2 separate regions of the Danio rerio genome follow, and region 2 is linked to region 1. Evidence: chromatin contacts called from public Hi-C data. All regions are on one chromosome and are shown on one strand. The core of a region is the stretch at or near the end of the contact, and the rest is flanking DNA. Distances in the headings are between cores, read along the strand shown. Region 1 overlaps ctnnd2a (catenin (cadherin-associated protein), delta 2a). Region 2 overlaps ctnnd2a (catenin (cadherin-associated protein), delta 2a).

Region 1 (7,132 bases), core at 2,232-4,731:
ACGGTCCACAGAAACGTCCGCGGGGCTACGTTTCCACAATGAGCCCGGGTTGCTTTATATTCTATACTGTACATTATTTCTGTTATGTGACAAGACTTTTGTTTGAGCAAAGTCAGACCTTATTGTTCTAATTAAATAATTAAAAATCAAGGCATGATCATATTTTATTTAAATAAATATATCTAGAGGCCTTTGCTTTTCATATAAGCCACTTCTGATACCAAATGATCTAGTAGAAGTTACTATTTGTCGTTCGTAAAACTTTGATACGTGACAAGACTTTTCTCAGGTAGTGTATATGTTAAGAGTAAATAAATTTTTCAACCAAATTAAATTGCAAAAGGATTATAGCGTACAATAGGTAACACATTCCAATCAAATTTGATTAGCATATGTTAATGTAACTGAATTCGATTAGTTATTAACTTAATAAAAGGATTATCAAATTACTACTCCAATTTTACCATGGCATTGATTAAGAAATTAACATCACCTAAGATTAATAAAAGTTTTGTAGTTTTCATTTGGAATTTCGTTATATTATATATTATAATAAAACCCTACTTCAGTGTTACTAATATCCCTATTAATATTCTTATTCAATTGATATTTTAGCATGTGGTTGGCGAGATTGACATGTGAAATGTTAATGCTAACCAATTAAGTCTTCAAGCTTTTGGCGCAGTTCTGAAAATGACTGCAGATACTGTGATTATTCTTAAAGAGCACTCAAAGTTTTAATAACAGATACTTATTCACTGTATTTTGAAGATATATTAATACTGTGCATAATATTAATATTGTGCATGTTCATTATCATGATATAATGAATTATTGAATATCTGCATTTATCTCATATCTCATGCTGTCACCTCATGTTACAGGCAGACAGTTAACATCCAATCGATCAAGTTTTTTGTGTGCTGTGCATAATGAAACTGGCTCTTTTACTCCTGTATGTATAAATAGATCTTGACAGCTACAATTTGGGAAATTGTTGGTATTTTTAGATTTTGATCTCCACTGTATGAACATAAACACTTACAGTATACTTCTTTACAGTATTGTGAGAAAAAAATCACAAAATACTGTTAAATGTTACAAAATATAAACAGATGATATAGTAAAACACATTAAGTTAGTACTCTTTTGAGCTGCTTGTCATCTTGTAGTATCCAGAGTATCTTTAAAAAATAAATTAATTAACTGTCATGCCAAAACAAGATTTTCATGTTTCCCAGTAGCATCCACATGTTATGATGTGTCATTTTGGTGTTATATGAGCATACAGAATGACACACTGTTGTTCAACAGAGTGTTACAAACCGACTGCACTATGCAATCTTTTTTTTTTATTTAAATTTTTTTTTTGATGCACTTCAGATGCACGCACTGTCACTTCTACTGTATCACACACATTTTGTCTTTCCCTCACAGAAACACTTGCTTTGTTTCCATTCACCCGTTTATATGCACATTGTTGGATATCACATTACAAAAAATTGCTTAATGAAAATACCAAGATGTGCATAAATTGAACAAATGTTGCGCCTAATTGAGTCTGTATGTAGAGATATGTGCTGAAATTTAATATATGCAAAAAAAAAAAAAAAAAAAAACTCTGATGGAAACACATTTATTGAATTATTTCCTTGATGAAAACATGTAATTTTGGATCAATAGATTTTCAATAGGTTTTAAAAAATACAATTAGGCTAACTAAATACACAATCCCATCTCACAGCATCTTAAAGTTTGTTTTATTTATTCTAATAGTATCTGGATGCGGAGTTGGATTTGCAAGCTGAGACCCTATATTTCAGACTTGCAGGGCTCTATTTTAACAATCTAGGTGCAAAGTCTAAAGTGCATGGCACAAAAACATTAAGGACGTGTCTAAATCCCGGGAAAAAACGGGAGTGTTGGCAGGTATGGTCTCGTCTCTCATTCCCTATAAGAGCTCTTTTTGTGTCGCTCCATGGCGCATTGCTATTTACATGCCAGACTTTTTAAGTGGAAAAACTGAACGCCTTACTAGCGAGAAAACAGTTAACGATCATCTGCAGTGTGAGGATAAAGAATAAGCCTCCATTTAGCCTCTTTACTTTCTCTTTATTTTTACTCTTTACTTTACTCGTTTACTTTTGTGGATAAGGAAACAGTGTTGTACACACTCCACTGAAGACATCCTTTAGCCTACATATTTAATTTAGTTTGTTAAGCACAGATTTGTTTCAAAACTATTTCTGAATTCAGTTCTAATTTCCAGCAAACAAATAACTAAACAATAATAACAAAGTGTGGTCAAACAACTTATATTCAAACACACGTTATATTCCTCAAAACCTGACAAGTGAACAAATCTAAACTTGTTTTTATTCAAACAAATATAAATGTGCAGATAATAAATAATACTGCTAATAATAATAATAATAATATTACATGAATGTAAAGTGTCATGAATAAACTGAAAAAGCACCCCGTGGTGAAGAAGGCATGGAGGGAGTAGTTTTTTTATTCATGTAGAAAATAATAATTTATTTAATAATTGTAACAATAATAACTATTTGCTAATGCTTAATAAATGATTCATAGTGTGTAATTATTATAAAGTGTTACCTATAATTTTGTTATTAAGCAATGTGTAAGCTTTTGGACCCACATAGATGCATACCTAACGCACTCTGCGCAGGGCTTTAGACCAGCTTTTACTTGGTCAATGGCGTAGTCTATTTTAGTTCCTCAAAATAGCAACGTGCCAACAATGTGCCTTAACACACGTCCTTTATAGACAAGCACACCCATGAGTCCACAAAGTGGCACAAATGGACAAACACGTCTTGCACCTTATTGTGCTGGGTGTAGGATAGGGCCTGCAATGTCAGACACAGTGCATATATTCGAGCCAGTGACGTCACTGTGAGGGCTAGGGTTAAGGGTGGGGTTAAGTGTGCACATTAAAAGCATTGCATGCAACTGCACCGAGTCTGCATTCAGGCCCCTCTCAATAATTCAGCAAATGCAAAAATCCATAGTCAAAATTATTTTGTATAGTTACATCCTTAGGTCTTGAGCAATCGTTTTCACAAACACTCTCTGAGCTGCATCATTTATCTAATGAAAAAAGAGCTATAATTTCTTATCAGCTTGCAGAAACCATAATGTTTATTATTTGCATATTACGCTGGTTTCCTAGAAAGTGGGATTTTTTTTCACTTTAACAAGTAAAATGTAATATGCAATATTTAAATTTTGCTCATAAAATACATTCCCAGCTTTGGATGGAAACATAGCTACTTATATATGCACTCGCAAACAGATGAGCACCATATGAATTTGGCAGCGTTCGCATGTGGGCCAGGGAGTGAAAAAGGAGTGTGAGCAAGAGAGAACGAACAAAGAAAAATGAATATGTCACACATGGAGCAGACACGTGTGCGGTGCGAGGCCTCCGGGGCCTGTCAGTAATGGTTGGCCTCGGGGAAGAACAGCATAATGTTGTCAGTGTTGAGTGGATCACTACAGCGACCAGAAAGCGGGCAGGCTGTTTCCTCTGTGAAAAAATCACCCCGCACCCTCCCCCATATCTCGACCCGGCTGCTTCGACCGCAGCGCCGGTTTGCTGTCCCTTTCAGAGCTGCAACCTCATGTTTGTCTGTTAAAAGAAAAACACTGCTTTTTCTTGCACCTGACAATTTTCAGATTTTGGACTCTTTGGCTTTTCATGTGTTTTTTTTTTATTTTATTTTTTTTTTGGTGTGTCTATTTTAAAGAAAACATCTGAAATACACTTTTTAAAATCAATTTGTGTTTGTAATTTTGAGTTACAATATATATTTTTAAAGACTTTTTTTATTTTTTTTATCCCCAAATCTCAACTTCAACAGAGCATACATACACCTAGCATGACAGTTTATTCATATCTATATTTGAAAAGGTTTTTAAAGCAGTATATATACATTTTATTCTACAATTATTTTTATTTTTCAAGCTGTTAGCAGTATTTTTAGAGTAACATAATTGCCAAAAGGTATACTGAAAACCTCTAATGTAAAATAAAAATAAAATTGTACAGTATGCAAATTAGGTGACACAGTGGTTCAGTTCAGTCTTGGCTGTGTAGGTTGGCATTTCTGTGTGGAGTTTAAATGTTCTCCCCATGTTCACATGGGTTTCCTCTGGGTGCTCCGGTTTCCCCCACAGTCCAAATACATGCGGTGTAGGTGAATTGGGTTAACAAAATTGTCCGTAGTGTATGATGACGTGTGTACATGAGTGTGTATGAGGGTTTTTTAATACTGGGTTGCAGCTGGAAGTTCACCTGCTGAGTAAAACATGCTGGAATACTGTAGTTGGTGGTTCATTCCACTGTGGCGACCTCTGAAGAGAGACTAAGCAGAAGGAAAATGAAAGAATTAATGTATGTATGCTAATTAGCACAGACAGTATGTCATTAAATACTGCCTAAATGATCCTACATCCACTACACTAGCAGTGCCTTGATTTAATCTGGGCTACAGCTTTGCTTCGGATGGTGTTTAGTTCATTTTGTGTGTTTGTGTTTCTGTCTGTGTGCGGTTTGTTTGGTTTTCTGACACGTTGTTTATTCACTCTGTGTTGTCGATGAATCCCTAATGAAGTTTAACAGGCGGTAGTTTGCGAACACTGACCTAGAATCAAATCCATTGAGTGATTGTAATCAACTGTAAATGTGTGCGCACTCTTACAGCGATATTGGATACCTGGTAAAGTGGTGCGGGACATCATAAAAAAATTATGTTTATGGATGTTGTCTTGGTTTGTGTACACTATGATTATTGAATTGATTGTATCTTAATTAGAAATTGACCATGCAGAAAATGTCCTTCATTGACGTTCTTCAAGAGCACTTAGCAAATAAGAATCTTGCCACTAGGTGGCAAACTTATTATGAACTTGACCCTGGAGGAGTAAATGGGAAATCAGAAGGGACTCATTTTACTAAATGCACATTTGGGATCTGATAAATAAATAATAGGTTTTCTTGCTTCACCTTCAAACAGCTCCTGCCCTCCAATTATAGAAGGCCATTGAGGCCAAAACACCACAATGTGTGGAATTTTAATTGCGTCACAATCATGGTAATGGCTATATTTATATTTTTATTTGATGGAATAGTATGTTGAATATGCACATTAAAAGATCAGATGCCCTGTCTTTGTTATGTTTTATTCTAACTTTAGATGTTTTATGACCTTCAACAATAATTTAAATGAATTAAATTAAATTAATTTAATTGTTCAACAATGCCTCTATATCAGGGGTCTCAAACTGCTGGCCCGCGGGCCATTTGCACCCGTAAAATTTTACTGCTGGCTAAATTGAACATGTTAAAGTAAATTTTCCCCTCTTTGTTGTAGATTTACAAAAAAGAAAGATACAATTGGGACGAACAATTAGTGAAGTCAATAAAGTCACCCAAACTGCATTCTGCTCTTACTCTATCTGTTAAACTTTTTAAACTTATTTTTGGTTAAGCAACAATTGATTGGGACATAAAAGCTGTTAATATTATTATGCCTATTATTTAATTGTAGTATTTTTGTAGCAATTAAAACTACCCCTTCAATATGTACAACAAGAAACAAAAAGGAGCTTTGATACTCTGGGGAGTGCATCAATTACATTACTTTTTTCTTGTGCTTGATTGTTAAAATGGCCCTCCTTTGAATTGTTAGTCACTGAAATGCCCCCCAACCTCAACCCCCACCCCCACCACACCTCTGCTCTATATGGTCATATTTATGTGTTGGTGCTCTTATTTTTTGAAAAACTTTATTCAAAGCCTTTTGACCTTCTGTATCCAAACATAAGTGACTCTTTGACATCATATTTCTGGTTGATGCATGTCCAATTTTGGTAAAAGCTGTTAATTGGCAGATATTCTCAAGCATGATAGTTTTCTTTGAACAGGCTGAAAATGGAGCAAAAAACAAACAAACAAACAAACAAACAAACAAACAAACAAACAAACAAATATTTATAATGTTAGTGAAACTGTACTTAAATTACATTTTACAAAACATGACATTACATTTTTAGACTAAAAATATTCATTCATTAATAAAATCTGTTTCATTCATGATTAAAAGTATTGAAAAGTAAAAACTAATTTTAAATGATCCCACTTACCAGAAACAAGCATGTACTTGGCAAGAACTGAAAGATGAGTATAAATACAAAAAAGGAAAATGTTCATGATCCTGTTAAACAAAAATCCAATCATTTAATATTTGGGAAATACCCTTGAAGTTTTGTGAAATCTCTGCTACTTTCATTTTCCCAGTTGTGTTGTCTGTTCTCCCAGAGCTGTTTGACATGGACCTCATGTTACTGACCCCTCACAACGTGTTCTTTTTGATGAAGGAGTTACACCGGGACCTGAGTGCAACCTAAAGTGATTTCGACTATCGAAGCACCATAAAGACACGGAAAGTTTCCAGAAATCTTTGATATTTGGACTTCTGTGGAACACTGTGGGATTGTTGTTCAGAAGTCAGAAGGATTACCTGTCCTCTAACAGAATACTGGCCTTTGGCTGGGCTTACATGGGTTAGAGCAGGGGTTTTCAAAGTGTGAGGCGCGCCTCCCCTGGGGGGCGCCAGAGCATGTCAGGGGAGGCGCGGGAAAAAATATTATATAATAAAAATATAATTAAGTTTAATTATTATATGTATTTTTTATTATTTTTAAACGTTTTAATTAAACAAAGCTAAAAAAATAATACGTCAAAAATAAGAAAACCTTTTTTACCCAGAAGGCCATAGCTGTGAATTCGCTTCTGTTTGGCAAGCCCGCCAATACATGTATATGCCTGCTAATACAATGGATCGGTTTCTGAGACCCCCCGATTCAAAGCCTTCAAGTTCAGGGCTTAAACCCAAAAGACGACGATATGATGATCAGTATTTGAGTTTAGGATTTACGTGGACCGGACCAGCTGATGAACCACGACCTTCATGTGTGGTTTGTCAAGATATTTCAAGTGGTGCTCGCTGCAGAGCCATTTGAGGAGAGCTGGGCTCCAGCTAGGGGGAGCTTAAGCTTGAGCTCCACCTTTTTTGCACTTCTTCTACGAGTGATGTCACTGGGG
Region 2 (7,132 bases), core at 2,103-4,602, 39 kb before region 1:
CATGCTTTAATAAAGTGATATTCTGAGTTTAAAAGCAATGGTCTACTGCAGGGCTATTCAAATGGCGGCCCGCAGGCCAAACCCGGCCCCCAAGGCAATATGTTCTGGCCCTCCAAATTGTGTGACCAAGACATAAAAATAATTTTAGTTCAGTCGATAAACGTACGCTACAGCTATGAAGTGACATGCGTCTGTTCAATTCAGTATGAGCTGCAGAGGCTGCGCAGAGCGTGATTCACCATAAGCGAGTGGCGCGAACAGCCGAAAACATTTAGGTATGTTTTGTAGAAAATGCCCTTTGTACAATGCACTGTAATCATTAATAGGGATGAAACGATTAGCTGATTTCACTATTAACTGCGCTTTAATTTGTCACAGTTAATTAATCGTAAAGGCTTCTCTAAGCCACATTTCTGTTGCTAGGAAAAGTTATGACAAGTTGCCAACTGTGCGCTAGTTTAAAGTTCCAAGTATGTACACACACATCAGATTAACTATAGCAGCGGCCGTACCCACATCATGTCTTTTCCGCTTACAAGTTTGGTATTTCTAATGAGAATGACAAAATGCGCACACCAGTGGAGCAACACGCTTGCCTCTGTCCGGGCGCACGCAGTAGAAAACATCTCACGGTGAGAGTTGTGCCTTTCAGTGCAATGCAAACAAAATATATGTTAGACGAATTATTACTAAAATGATTACATACGCATGAACCCAGATGGTAACAACGGTTAATCTAAGTAGCTACTTCCCTTATATAAAGCTTGTTGTTCTAAATTACATTAGACGTGATCACCGTGAAAGCATGATTATTCTTCAGACTATATCGTACAACCAAAACCCATAATGTTGCATCACTAATTGTTATGCTGTTCAAAACATAATATATGAATGTGCCTGAATGTAGAAGAAGCCTACTTCAGCAATGCATTGCTTTTGTTGTGCGAAATACAACATTTTGAATGTTTGTAAACAAAAAAAGTCAATTGGACAATGCAGTTGCTTTAAAATACAATATATTCACTTGTTAATGTAGAAAAAGCCAACATGGGTGTCTTTATAAGCACAAATACAGCATACGGGCTCTTATATGTAGTTGCGTTAATCTATTCTCAGTTGGGTTGGGAGCTGGGTCTATTCTACGCAAGCTATGTTGACTTTCACCTTGATATTTTAGCACGGATGTTTACCTCAGCAGTGAGCCGTCTGACAAAAAAGTGCCCTTCTGAATCAAATCAGCAGAATGCCTGACTTTAACTGCACTTTTACTCATGAACATTTCATTCATGCCTCGTGACAAACTGGGATATTAGACTCAAATAAGAAGTAAGGACTGGTGAGAGTGTTATGGAATTTATTAACGCACACCAAATAGAAAGAAAAAAACTTCTGTGTTTCGGGATGTGTTTGTGTATGTGTTTGTCTGTGTGTGTGCGGCCCTTTACTGACAGACGCGTGAGTGGATCTTGACGGAAAATGTGACGAAAAGTCCTACACGAAGGTGTTTACTGATCGGGGTGTTTACCTCAATAGTGTCTCTTATATGAGCATACTCCACATGTCTTAATTTAATTTCTGTTGAGTTCAGTTATGACTATAGTTGGATTAAGGTAATAAAAAAATCACTATTTCGAGCTTATTTAGACCTACAAAACAGTTCAAAATTCAGATTTAACTGAATAAACAGTTAGTAAACACAAATACATTTTACTGAACATAATTTATTTTCAATACCAATTATCATAGTAGAACAGTTTCTCAAGCAGTTTGTGATGCATTTTGGAAACATGAGAAGAGCCCCTGGTCTAATGAGCCACCTGGCTTGAGAAACCCATTCTTAAAGACTTATTATTTGGGTAGCACACATATTCTGAATGCCTTCGGCAGAATTCAAATGAGCCATTTTCCAAGATTAATCTAGATTAATCTAGATAAAAAAATATTAATCTATGCCCACCTATAATATATATTATAATTTAGATGTTAATAATAGTAATAGATTGTACAATATATTGTAAAGTACTAGTGTATGATAAAGTACAACACCTTCAATTAAAATCACACCCCGTATAGAAATTTGATATATGCCAATATATTCAAATTACACAAATAACATACAAGTTCATGTTTAGATTTCACACACACACACACACACACACACACACACACACACACACACACACACACACACACACACACACACACAAACACACACACACACACACACACACACACACACACACACACACACACACACACACACACACACACACACACACACACACACACACACACACACACACACACACACACATATATATATGGCGACCCCAGATTAATAAAGGGACTTAGACGAAAATAAAATGAATGAATGAATGAAAGAATGTTCATCGTCGTGACACAGTGGCTTAGTGGTTAGCACTGCCACCTCACAGCAAAAAGGTCACTAATTTGAATCTCCTGTGTGGAGTTTGCATGTTTTCCCCATGTTGGTGTGGGTTTCCGCTGGGTGTGGGTTTTCTCCGGGTGGGGTTTTCTCCACAGTCCAAATACATGCGGTGTATGTAAATTGGATGCACTGCAGTAAATTGACCATAGTGTATGAGTGCGTGGGTAAATGTGAGAGTGTATGGGTGTTTCCCAGTACTGGGTTGCAGCTGAAAGGGCATCTGCTGCATAAAACATATGCCAGAATAGTTACCGGTTCATTTTGTTGTGGTGACCCCTGATAAATAAGGGAATAAGCCGAAGGAAAAGGAATGAATGAATGTATGTTCATATATGGCCATAAAGTCTATCAGACTTCTGTATGGGACTACACTTGAAAAAAGCAACAGGTGTAATCTGCCTATTGTCCTTATCATTTTGTAATCTCACGATATTATACATTAGACTTAAATGATTACTGAGAGTACTTTGGATCAACACCAACTTTCATGTGATATTTAGGTTACAATGTCTTTGGAAAACAGGCTTTAAGATCAGTCGCACGATGACACAATATACTTAGGTCAAATGTGGGCAAATATTGGATTACAAAATGTACTGTTATTGAAAAACCTAGCAGTAGGGTTTGTCCATCTAAAATAGAGCATTTTTGAAGCATAAAGAGAGTTGAGAAAGAGGAATCGTTTTGTCTCTGTTTTTCCTCCTTTGGATAATTGCAGCTCTTTGCAGGGCGACCCGTGACTCTTTCCAATATCTGCCCCGGCTGTTTGGATTGTTGTGGTTTGTTTATTTGTTGCATGCGGGCTCTTGGCTGGCGTCCTGCAGCATTAACACAGGGACAGAGTGGAGGAGCCGCGTGGGCAGGAGGGCAGTGTGGCTGCCAGACTTCATGCCCAGAACCAGCGCTTCCACATGCGCAATATGCAGGGAAATGACTGGGAGAGTAGGAGGGAGAGATAGAGAGAGAGAGAGAGAGACTGTACAGATTTTCCCCCTTAACACGTTCAGCCCACTCTTTTGGGTTTCCATGAGCAAGACGACTGTTCTGAGAGAAGCAGGGAGCTGACCATTTATTTCTGGCATGCTTTTTGTGTCTCTTGTGGAATGGATTTAATATGTTGTTTGTTTGAAGGGAAATCAAGGTGATCTTAGAATAGATTGTGTTTATGTTGTCAGTATACATTGTGAGAAATTCAGGTAAATCATTCATTAAAATTTAAAGCCATATTTTAGTTGTGTTTATTAGGAGTGTGAACTTGCATTGGTCTCACAATTTGGTTCAGTTACGATTATCATGTCATCAATGCGGTTCAATTTTATATCTCGATGCATCACGGTGCATTGACAATGCTTTCCATCCACAATAATATTTTTTCCTTCATAACAAGAATTCTTGAATAATTTTTAAAACATATATTTATATTTATACAGTATATTATATGTAATACAGTTTAATAAAGCAGTGGTATAAATGAACTGTACCTTTAATTTTACCTGCTTAAAAAAAAAACTCTTTTTGAATGCAAAACAAACAAAAAACTTAAACACAATCACAGAAGGCAACCTGAGCATTTATAGCAACTAAACTAATGTAAATGCTTTCTGAGCGTTGTCTAGCATGTTCTTACATTCCTATGATTGGTCATTGTGTTCACACGCTCAACAGAAATGGCTGCGATTGACTCTAATACGGTCATTGCTGTTCATTGATGAGTGACACGGACACTGAAAAATGCTTGGTAACAGTCTGTATGCGCGTAATAAAGCACACATTGTGCAACTATCACAACTGATCCATAATAGACGCAGTGGAGAAAACTTGCTGTACAGACACACTCGTGTCAGGATCCACAAGTATCACTTTAATAGCAATAGAGGAGAGGAAAGTTACCCTACAAACATGCCAGCAGTTTAAAGGTCCAAAGTGAGAGAAAGGCAGAGAGAAGAGCTTTCATTTTCTCCCTAGAAGTGAAATAGTGTCCCCTGGCTCTGCTGTACTTCATTGTCAGTGAAAGACTGTCCAGCAAACTCACATGCTGTAAATTGTGCACGGTTGTCAGTTTTATTGAAGTTGGGGTATTTTAATTACTTACCCTAGCCTCTTTTGAACAGTATTCTACTGTTACATCGCACATATGAGATAAATGACATCAGTACTTAATCACTGGTGATAATCTATTAATGAACTGATACCAAATTATCCACATCTGCATCGCGGTGCATCAAAAAAACAACTCATTTTGCTGAACGGAAGTCCTACACAATTCACCACTTTTTATTTATTTATTATTATTATTTTTTTAATAAAAGCCTATTTCGCTGAGAAATGCATAACATTAAAGAAGTAAAATGAGTTGGAAAAATAACTTTTGTGTTCTCTAATATCATTTGCATTTATTTATTTTTGTATTAGATAATATTATTGCTCTGATATGGATGTCACACACTTCATTTTATGAAATTAGGTTAGAATTGAATTTTTTTAATATAAGTTAATTTATTTAATTCAAACAGAAATATCATATATACAGTAAAATTATTTAACAGAAAATAAATTTCTGTTAAACAGAAAATTAAAAATATATGTATTCCCCCATATTTTAACACAATAACTCTGACAACATACGTGTTGTATAATACATTATGACAATTTTTTATTGTGTTATTATATTTTATTGTCTTTTTTAGAATTTTTTTGTTTGTGTTTTATGGAAGTAAAGTGATTGGAGAAAAGAACCTTCATTTATTTATTTGTTTATTTTTATTGCTCAGGTTTGGAATGGCCAATTTCAATATCCTGAAAATTTCGCTTTTTTTGTTTAATTTTATTTCATTATTTATTATTATTGATATTTTTAATTTGAATAAAAGCATATAAAAGAAACTTATAAATAGTCTTTCACACTTTTTTGTACCTTTGATAAATTAAGTTCCATAGTTACCTGTTTGTTTGACATGGCAATTTTTCAAATGCACATGCAAAATGTACCAGCACTCGCACTCGCATCATAAAGCTGTAGCCTTCGCTTCGCTTGTTGTGAATCTAAAATCAGCAATAAACCACGTTCCCGAAGGATATGTGATGTCACAGGTGGGCGGTGAGTCAGTGTCCTGGTGGACTGTCAATATTAAAGGTAGGCAGAGCATCATATTGGCCTGTCATAGTGAGAATATAGGATATTTTGTTTTTGTCTTGCCTCGCCAGAGTGAAATGACAATAAACCAACTAGAGAAGACATATACCAAAAGCCTTGTCTCTCGCACAGGCCCACTTTTCCAGCCATTTTCAGCCAGGTTGGGCCATCAGACAGAGGATGGATAACAACTCCAAGGCTCAATCAGTTCCTATTCACTGGCTTGCCAGAACTGCTCTCGGGTTCATGCTGGAGCAACAGAGCCTTGTTTGCCAGTAAAAGCGCCAAGCCCTGATGAGACAGAGGCATATAGACAGTTACAACCTGGCAGCCTTATTTTAGCCAGGGTGACAACAGGTCTGTCTGCACCTTCTGTCAAATTTTCCAGCCCCTCGCCCTGTTTCTCACCTTCATTTTCCCCATTTTGTCTCTCTGCGTGTGACTTTTCTCTTTCAGATTCTCCCTTTTTATGTGCCTCACATGTTAGTAAGAAGGGACTGGTGATTTGATTGTTATTAATATGGTTTGATTTTAGTTGAATCATTTGCTGTGTTATCATTGAATCTTACACTGTGCCTACAATACACTTAACATGACTTTTGTTGACTTTTCTTGGCATCCTAAATCAGCTGAAATCCATCTAAAGTTGATACAAAATTGCATATCCCTTTATTTTTTTGTCAGTATCACTCGGAACTCATAAACAATAGAAGGTTTATCTTGGAGATGCGAAATGTATCCGTAATTCTGGAATCACCCATACTGTATGTAACCACCCATTAAAACTGACATTATGAGGTTGACGAGTGCATTTTAAATAAACGCTCTCCAGTCTCTGAACATGGCTGGAGTTATTTGGGTGGGAGGGCTGATGGATGGATGTTGTCAGTGTGCATTCATAATGAGGCATCAAGCATCTTGTTAGATGCAATCAGTAGCTGCGGCCCATGAACCTCATTCGATCTGCTGTCATCTAGCATGTTGCGTCATCTGAGAGCCCTGATGAGAAAGACAGGGAAGATGAACATTTTTAGAAGGGCTTTTTCCTGTATAGTGTATTTAGCATTAGCATAGCTCCTGTCACACTGATAATACGTTTATGACCACTATGCCTTTAATACAAAAAGTTAACTACACTATTACATTGTTGTCTCAGTGAAAACCTTTAAAATGTGTGCAAATCATAACTGTGATGATAAAGATAAAGTTTTAGAAATAGTTATTAAGATAAATACAACTATTTTATTGGAATTAGTGTCCAGCATTTTCTTTTTTTTTCAAAGAACATAATATGAATGAACTAGGGTTGCACAATTCTGGCTAAAATGAGCATATTTTTTACTTTTATTTGCTTAAAATCAAGATCACAATTTTCTCACGATTCTGTAGATGTAAAATAAAAGTTAATATGAGTAGGCTATTATTATTGTTATTTCTCAAACAAATGATAAAACAACACTAATAATATTAGGCCTATGTGTAGGTCTACTGTTGGTTAAAATGCTGCATACTGTATAGACTTGGATTGGTGGAATTGAATAGACTTTAAG

Evidence for each region. A called contact is a pair of places that touch in the nucleus more often than the background predicts.
Region 2: a contact with region 1 is called in a Hi-C map of hematopoietic stem cells, with 1.9 times the contacts expected there. The contact joins two enhancer-like sites. A contact is called at or near these places in 5 of 18 Hi-C or Micro-C datasets (embryo, hematopoietic stem cells and an unstated tissue) and 1 of 4 datasets of contacts at active chromatin or transcription factors (caudal fin).

Annotation. Positions count from the first base shown.
Region 1 is chr24:26,534,675-26,541,806 of GRCz12tu, reverse strand. The region is part of intron 2 of ctnnd2a (catenin (cadherin-associated protein), delta 2a); the gene reads left to right. Among named protein-coding and RNA genes, the nearest start is that of ctnnd2a, 80 kb to the left of the region's middle. Within about 2 kb of position 3,481, at least 10 of the 62 cell types and tissues checked have an H3K27ac peak or open chromatin away from gene starts, as enhancers often do.
Region 2 is chr24:26,573,776-26,580,907 of GRCz12tu, reverse strand. The region is part of intron 1 of ctnnd2a (catenin (cadherin-associated protein), delta 2a); the gene reads left to right. Among named protein-coding and RNA genes, the nearest start is that of ctnnd2a, 41 kb to the left of the region's middle. Within about 2 kb of position 3,352, at least 4 of the 62 cell types and tissues checked have an H3K27ac peak or open chromatin away from gene starts, as enhancers often do.